3 separate regions of the Mus musculus genome follow, and all the other regions are linked to region 2. A link is a contact called in public promoter capture Hi-C data. All regions are on one chromosome and are shown on one strand. Each heading gives the region's core, a stretch centred on a gene start, on an enhancer-like site or on the middle of the called end of the contact. The rest is flanking DNA. Distances are from core to core; before and after follow the strand shown. Region 1 overlaps Adk (adenosine kinase). Region 2 holds the start of Dupd1 (dual specificity phosphatase and pro isomerase domain containing 1). Region 3 overlaps Adk (adenosine kinase).

Evidence for each region. Promoter capture Hi-C pulls out the DNA fragments that hold promoters and counts their contacts.
Region 1: a contact with region 2 is called in a promoter capture Hi-C map of cranial neural crest. The contact joins the enhancer-like site here to the promoter of Dupd1 in region 2. A contact is called at or near these places in 8 of 39 promoter capture datasets (the C10 cell line, the HPC-7 cell line, cranial neural crest and 5 more), 6 of 115 datasets of contacts at active chromatin or transcription factors (cardiomyocytes, double positive thymocytes, embryonic basal ganglia and 1 more) and 1 of 9 other capture datasets (liver).
Region 3: a promoter capture Hi-C map of embryonic stem cells shows a contact between it and region 2, with 2.6 times the contacts expected there. The contact joins the enhancer-like site here to the promoter of Dupd1 in region 2. A contact is called at or near these places in 11 of 39 promoter capture datasets (the C10 cell line, cranial neural crest, embryonic stem cells and 5 more), 4 of 484 Hi-C or Micro-C datasets (the AML12 cell line, bone marrow-derived macrophages and embryonic stem cells), 2 of 115 datasets of contacts at active chromatin or transcription factors (embryonic basal ganglia and embryonic stem cells) and 2 of 9 other capture datasets (adipose tissue and liver).

What each region holds. Positions count from the first base shown.
Region 1 is chr14:21,310,827-21,313,535 of GRCm38.p6, forward strand. All of the region lies in intron 6 of Adk (adenosine kinase), which reads left to right. Among named protein-coding and RNA genes, the nearest start is that of Gm52152, 110 kb to the right of the region's middle. Within about 2 kb of position 1,420, at least 33 of the 459 cell types and tissues checked have an H3K27ac peak or open chromatin away from gene starts, as enhancers often do.
Region 2 is chr14:21,713,134-21,715,833 of GRCm38.p6, forward strand. Dupd1 (dual specificity phosphatase and pro isomerase domain containing 1) reads right to left here and starts at 1,443. Exons shown (of 4, transcript NM_001013826.2): 1 at 1,376-1,443.
Region 3 is chr14:21,432,787-21,435,486 of GRCm38.p6, forward strand. All of the region lies in intron 10 of Adk (adenosine kinase), which reads left to right. Among named protein-coding and RNA genes, the nearest start is that of Gm52152, 15 kb to the left of the region's middle. Within about 2 kb of position 1,430, at least 22 of the 459 cell types and tissues checked have an H3K27ac peak or open chromatin away from gene starts, as enhancers often do.

The DNA of each region.
Region 1 (2,709 bases), core at 170-2,669, 400 kb before region 2:
TTCTTTTTTCTTTTCTTTTTTTAAGTATACATTTTTTTCGTTCCCTTCTGTTTCTGTAAATAGTGGTTTATATTTACTAAAGTCACTAATTGCACATTTAGCTTGTTCCTTTTTGAGCCTTGTGCAAGAAGAAATGTAGAATTATCCTCAGCCGTTTATCTGTACTTACTCTTGTTTATTGAATTAATATTCTCGGTATTTATAAATGTCTTCTGACTGTGTAGATATTCATTTCAATCGAACAAACTAACTCTGGTTCATCTCCAGCATAAGTAACCATATCACTAATTTTTAAAATAAATTAGCAGCAGCATCCAGCTCTCTTCATGAATCCCTTCTCATCGTTTCTTTTGTTTTGTTTTGTTTATGTTTTTCAAGACAGGGTTTTATTTTAGTGTGTAGTCCTGGCTGTCCTGGAACTCCCTCTGTAGGCCAAGCTGGCCTCGAACTCACAGAGATCCACCTGCCTCTGCCTCCCATGTGCTGAGGTTAATGGCATGTGCCATCATTGCCATTTATTTTACATTGATATTATACAGTTTGTAATCACACTAACAGTACATATACTACCTTTGTCATGTTTGATTAAACACATATGGACCATGAAATGTTACCTTTACTGCTTAACTCTCATCCTTTGTAATGTCTGCAAAATATTCCCTACAACAGCCTTTTTCCTCTGGAGATGCTATAAACTACATTTGTAGTTTAAATATAATAGCAACATTCAAACATTTTTAAAAGGCAGGGTAATAATGTATTTCATTGTAACATAAAATGTCCCAGCTAAGGGTAGTCTGTTTCTTAGGGTTTTGCTTTAGTTTTGCTTTGGGTTTTGTTTGTTTGTTTTGACCTGCTTTGGTTTGACTACTCAGAAACCCACAAGCTGAAAGCACAGGTCAAAATGCAGTGGGTGTATTTCTTTCCTCTTCTCTTCTCTTCTCTTCTCTTCTCTTTTCTTTTTTCTTTTTTTTTTTTTTCTCTCTCCAGACAGGGTTTCTCTGTGTAGCCCTGGCTGTCCTGGAACTCACTTTGTAGACCAGGCTGGCTTCGAACTCAGACTCTGCCTCCAGAGTGCTGGGATTAAAGGCGTGCACCACCACGCCCGGCTGCAGTGGGTGTATTTCAAGTGCCTGATCTTATTGACCTCTCTCCTAGGCAGGCCTGTGTCTGACATGTAACAGCACTTCCAGGAGGAAGTGACATGTTCAAAGTCATGAGCATGTGGGGAGATATTTCAGATCCAGCACAGAAGCAAGTTGTCAGGACTAGAGTTTGTTGACTACTCCCTGTGTGTATTTTCAGATCCTTCCTAAGTCTGCCGGTTACTCTTCAGCAGCATTCTGTATGCTGCTTCAGGCTAGGACTGCTGCTCACCGAGAGGACTCTGGCCTAGATGTGGTTGGCCTTGAGATCCATCCCAGCTCCACCTTTCAACGCCTTAAACATTGTTGATTGTTAGAAAAGAGCCTTTGTCTATCTACATTGGACTTTACTAGGAAGTTCAATCTGGGGAGATGAGTCAGACTGGCCAAAGAGGGCCAGGACATAGCCTAGGAAGACCTCAGACTCAAAACAGAACATCCTGCCCAGCTATTTCTCAGGTTCTTTACAGAGTTGATGTATTTATTTATTTTATTTTTCCTTTGCCACCTTTCCCAGTCTTCTGTTTGAGTGAGCGAGGATCTTAATATGTTTAAGACAGTATTTCTTTAGTTCTGTCCTTGGAAATAATTTCATACTTGAGAAGTATGGTATTTACTTTTCTTTTGTTATAGAGTCTATATTTAAACAAAAACAAAAAACTTGTGATCAAACGAGAATTCATATGGCTATGTGTCTGGAGGTGGGGATAAACTACAAGTCCCTAGCAATCAGCCAAGCTGAGTGTTTGCTTGTTCTTTATGTGAAGTGCAGAAGGATGCTGAACCACTCAGCTACCACTGCATACGTCTTAATGCCGGCATGTATTTGCTTTAGGACTAGGTAGGCACAGATGAGACTCAGTATTATAAAATGACATCGTTTGCTTCTGCCCTCCTAGGATACCCTGATCAGTATTTCATGATAGCACAGGCAAAGGTCTCCCTTCCCATCCCAGTTTGTCTTAGTATGTCCATTTAGTCAGAGTCACTGTCACTCTGTATACTTCTATGTTTTATTTCTGGCAAGGTCTTGTTTAGCCCAGGCTGGCCTTGAAACTTCTGTGAACATGGTACCATATTTGTGTTCTTGAACCCCCTGCTTCAGCCTATTGAATGCTGGGATTGCAGGCATTCACCAACACCCCTATTATTCTATTTTCTTTGAATCAATAAAAACTTATATAAGTGTCTGTGTACACACACATATATGTTTCATACCTCAAATAACCGTTAATGGATATCATTCTGAAGCTTACATTCTTAGGTAAAGACATTTTAAAAGAATCCCAAATAATGACTCTGAAGTGAAGTAAATACTGGTGAAGAAAAAAATTGTTTCCCTTTGTCTTTGTATATTTCATTTTTTTAAACTATATTTAAAATACCCTGAGAAATCCCTTAGAGTGGTTAAGATTTCTAGGCAGTAAACCAAGCTTTGCTAAAATGGTCTTCTACCCCAATCTTCCCTTTTTTTTTTTTTTTGTTTTTTTTTTTTTTTGTTTGTAATGAATGAAGGTATCCCCCTGTGTTTTTAATTCTGATAAGCATTTTTTCCATCTGTAAA
Region 2 (2,700 bases), core at 193-2,692:
AGTGAGTTCCAGGTCAGCTTGGGCTACAGCGTGAGAGACACTGTCTCAAAAACCTCAAATCAAAAACAGACAACAACAACAGTAGGGTACTGGGCACAAGGAAACACTTGCAAAAGTCCTGTGGCTGCTGAAAGGAGCCCCGTCCTGTCCCCAAGTGCAAGCTGCTAAGTCTCGTAGTTTAGGAAGAAAGCAAACAAATCGAAGCCCAAAGTCCAGCCTTGGGCCTTAGCACAGCCCTCTGCTCTTTATCATGGGATAGAAAGTAGTCAGGCACACGAAGTCTACCTTCACACGGACCCCAGTGCTATCTCCAGTCCAGCTGTTACCCCAGGCCTGAAACACCCTCAGCCAAGACATCTGGCCCACTGATGGTGAGAGACCATTGCCTCTCCTCTGTTCCTTAGCAGACCTGCCTTAGCTCCTGAGGTAGCTTCCGTGCTGCCTGGCCTTCCCTAATTCTCCTCTGACCTCCTACCTTCTCCATGCCCAGAGTACTCCCTCAGAAGCCCCTCCAGTCCTGCTGCCACTAAATGTCAGAGTCTTCCAAATTGTCCATAGGACCCATACAGTGAGAACAAGGAGGGGCCACCGGGGAAATAGCAAAGCAGCACAAAGAATGTGACACGTGAGGGTCCCCCAGGGGCTGGTGGCCTCTTCACACTCGACCCTCATGTCCCCTTCTCAGGGTACTTTCAGCTTCTGAACTGTCAGTGCCTTGTAGTCCCAACAGCTATTGAATTCCAAGCCTACCAGTGACTACTGGGGCCACGGGACAAGAGCACTGGATCTAATGGGAGAGCCTGGTCTGAGGTACGGGTTATCCTCTCCCTTCCTACCTCATATGGTGCTGTCATAGGCGAATAGCTCCATCTCTCCATCACCCAGCCTCCTCATCTCCACTGGGGTGCTTCCATCCCCAGCCCATGTTCCCCTCAGGATTGGAAAATTCTTTAAAGAGTATCTTACTTTGAATGAGGCTTAAGATTGCCAGGACACTGGAGCCTTGAGTAGCGTTTGTAATTTGTGCTGCCCTACACATGATCCGAGGGAATCTGATGCCTCTATTTCCCCTGCTCCATGATATGAATACCATACAGAGCATCCAAAGGCTCAGACGGGACCCAAGAGCTTTAACCCATTAGGTTATCCCTTAGAAATCATCACAGGAACTCATAATTTAGAGACAAGAAACGAGAAAGCAATTCAGTGTTGCCTCTATTGAATGCTGGGATAGCAAGGAGCCTTTCGTACTAAAAGGATGTTCTCTACAGCTTCAGAAACTGTGGAAGTAAGATTTCCAATCCCCACAGCCATTTTCTTAAAGAACGCTTGGCTACACCCCGTAGGCAATAGTCTTCCCATTCAAGGGCCTTACCTGTGTGCCCCAAGTGCCTGGCTGGGCTAAGAGGTACCAGTCCGAAGGGTGTGTGGCAGCCTTACACTAACCCTCCAGAGCAGCTCAGAGGGCCTATTTTTAGGGTCAGATCTGCTGACACTGACCTTGCATGCTGTCCAGTGTGAGAGGAGACCCGTGGCATTTGTTTGCAAAATGATTCCCCAGTGTGACCTGAAACCCTTGACTCAAGCAGTCCTGTACCTGGAGGCCACATGTTTGTCTCTGGCTCAGCCACAGATACAGGACATGTGGCCGCCAGGATGGCGACAGATGGGTAATTCCCCAGCTTTGTTTTCTTACACTGGATGAAGCGAGGTGTCTGCAGGCCCTCTAAGGGCTCTGTCTCAGAATGATGACCGGGCTGGGGGCCGGGGATGGGAGGGTTGCCTGCTGACACAGAGCCATAGGAGGCCTCAGGGTTCACAGCATGAAGATCTCTGCCCTCTACCGCAGCTCTCTCTGAGAGTTTGGAGAGCTATCTCTTGGGGATGGATGGAATGGACATCGCATCACGAAGAATGATCGATGAATCCCTGAGAAAGAGTCCCTGTGGGCAAACACTGTGCAGGTAGCACTTCCTGCAAAACAACCCCCAAGTCCCCAGCTTTTCTGGAGTTCAGTGAGGACAGTGCTCACAATTCTACCCTCTTATGTAATTATGAGCCTGTGCACCACACACACACACACACACACACACACACACACACACACACACACAGAGAGAGAGAGAGAGAGAGAGAGAGAGTTGTTTAAGATAGCCAGATACTATGTAGATGGATTGACGATAGACCAATGAGAGAAACATTTCTTAGCATCTAAGACGAAAGATGTAGTAAAGTCAAATGGAGCCAAGAGAAGAATTTGAGGACTGTTATGATTTGAGTATGAAATGTTTTTCATAGGCTGGTGGAACTGTTTTGAGAAATTGTGGAATCTTTAAGAGGTAGGGCCGAGGCTGGAGAAAGTGAGAGTCACTGGGCAAGGAGGGGTAGGGTGTGGTGATGGTCTGACGGGTATGCCATATCTAACTCAGATGGAGCACTCTGTTTCCCATCTATCATGAGCTGCCAGCAAACCATCCCGTCCCCACCTTGGTAGACCATATCCCCCCAACTGTGAGCAAAAGCAAACCGTTTAAGGTGTCAGGATGAGAAAAGCATCGGATATAGAGGGACTGTTGATTATCACCTCCGTGAGCAAGACCCTAAGCGGTGAACTAGACAAATGGCGGGCTTCTCCACTCTCTCAGTCCTTCATACATTATATTTTGCTAGACATAGTGGCTCACATCTTTAATCCCAGCA
Region 3 (2,700 bases), core at 180-2,679, 280 kb before region 2:
TTTTTTAAAGTTCAGAATGATGTGTTTTTATTTCTGGCTCATCACTTGGCAAATTAATAATTTGTCATTTAGTACATTTAAGTATTTAGGATCATCTTGCTAGGAGGAATCATCAGCCATAAGCTACTACAATGTATAAAGTGCTATAATGAGTTTCCGTGCTTATGAATTAGAGCATCTGAATGTAGACACATCTACTGTGTTATACCAGCATCCATGACTTTGCTTCTATAGCTGATCTATACCTCAGCCACAGTGGGTGGCTGCTGTGGCTATTTCTCCTCTTCTTCCTCCTCATCATCTCTTTTTTGGTTTTTCAAGACAGGGTTTCTCTGTGTAGTCCTGGCTGTCCTTGAACTCACTCTGTAGACCAGGCCTCTTCATCTCTTTGAGTGACGATTTTGTGAAGTCCAGACTGTTCTAAATTCACTGGGCAGCCCAGAAGTAGCTTGTACTCCTGATCTTCCTGCCTCCGCTTGTCCAGTGCTTGAATTACAGGAGCACCAACATACTCGGCTTATGGGGTCAAACCCTGGGCCTTGTTCATTCTGGCGAGCTCTCACATCCCTAGGGCCAGGGATTTGTTTTTATTTCAGACATCCCACACAGCAGGTGATAGAACTAAACAGGTATCCATTTATAGCCATAGTGAAGAGGAAATGAGCCCCATGGAGGCACTGATATTCAGTATAGGCACTGAATGTTGAAGCTTCATAGCTAAGGTAAAGACCATGTGTATAGTATACCCTTACCTCTCTGTAAATGCTTTATGATCAGCACGTGTGTTGTGCTGAGCTGTCACAACAGGATGCCTGCTTTCAGTCCACTTCCTGTACAGGTCAGCCCTTGCACCAATACACACGAGTTAAACTTCGGTTTTCATTGTGTAAGTACCTGCCGTGCCAGACCTAACCTTGGTAGACACTGTAGCTTCTTTTTTTTTTTTTTTAAGATTTATTTATTTATTATATGTAAGTACATTGTAGCTGTCTTCAGACACTCCAGAAGAGGGAGTCAGATCTCCTTACGGATGGTTGTCAGCCACCATGTGGTTGCTGGGATTTGAACTCCGGACCTTTGGAAGAGCAGTCGGGTGCTCTTACCCACTGAGCCATCTCACCAGCCCCCCACCGTAGCTTTTTATGTTAATTGAACACTCAGTGTTTGTTGATTTCTTTTTCCCTGAAAAGTTTGTCTTCTAATATACAGACAAGTTACATGAATTTATCCTTAGTTGGTAGCTGTGTTGTAGAATAAAATTCTACTGACTAGACTGCAAAGGAAGTAAGAGAGGAAGGGTTACATATGAGTGAGTATTCCTCGTGCCAGGGAGACCATTATTTTCACATCTGGATAGTCTGAGCTAGCCAAATAGAAGAAGTAGGAATTTCCTGCCAGATGTTAGTTCTTTGAGCAACCTGTGGACATCGCAATGAGGGGATCTAAGTCCCGCTTTGCTAAAGCTTACCCATGATGCAAGCTCGCTCCTAATGGGTAGCAGACATTGCATATATGTTGCCACTAAAGCCAAGAGTGTTTGCTATTATGAAGCGCAGGAACATCCAAGGCCTAATTTTCAAGGCACAACATCAGTCTCATGGAAACTATTTCAAAAGTGAACATTCTATTGAAATTGCAAAATGTAAATGATGACAGTTTCATTAATAAAAGGAAGGTGAGACTGTATTGCCACAAGTATTCCAAATAACTTGATTAAGGTCATTTAATAAAGTCAGTTTAAGACAGAAATATTTCTCTAAAGAAGCAATCTGAAAAGTTATGAAAAATTGTATTTATGTCAATTTCCTGTTCACGGTTAACAGGGGACTTAGAAAGTAGAATATCCTTCAGAGAAGCTGCACACAAAAAGTAGAAACACTTTATCCAGCTGAAACAAGAAGCATTGTTGAGGGAGGAAAAAGACTGCATGTGATCTCGCTGCCACTGCTGTCCTCCTCTGCAAGGGGAAATATTGACATTTACCAGGCTGTTTGCTCCAGCTTTCTGATCTCCTGCAGTTTATTTTTATAACAACCTTATCGATGGGCCTCTTACCCAGCTCTCTAGGTTTAACCGAGTTGAGTCGATTTGTTACCACGGCTTCAAGTAGCTGTTACAGAACAAGCAAGACACCCTAATGAAGCTGTAAACGTGTTTACTCAAACAGAGTATTGATTTTACTTGGAGAGGCTGATGCTTAGCGCAGCGTCAGGGTGGGTGGATTTCACTGCAGTGTTTCGTTGTCATCTGTCAGGGTTCTGAGACACCAAGGAAAGCCATCAGAGGATAATTAGAGGTAGCAGAAATTTAACCCCTAAAAATCAGTTAACCGTTGGGGGTGGGGTCTGTAGCTAATTAGCTTTTATTAAAAGTTTCCCCTAGTAGTAATAACTCAGAACTTTGAATGGTGTTTTCAGGTAGAACAGGATCCCAAGGTTAAATGCATGAATGTAATGGCTACAGATACCTTTGACTTCTCTCATTATGGTAATTAGACCCATCAGAGCCAAAGCCAGTCGAGGACAGAGAGCTGTACATGATTTTCCTGGAAAGTCAGCCTTATGGAATTGGTAAGGCATTCAGATATAATTAAGACATAGCTCTAAGGAAGACAAAATGCACGCGCCAACTTCTGGAGGGCTCTCAAGTGTTTTGTCCTGCACCGTGACCACGCGCATGAAAGCACCCATACCGTGTTCT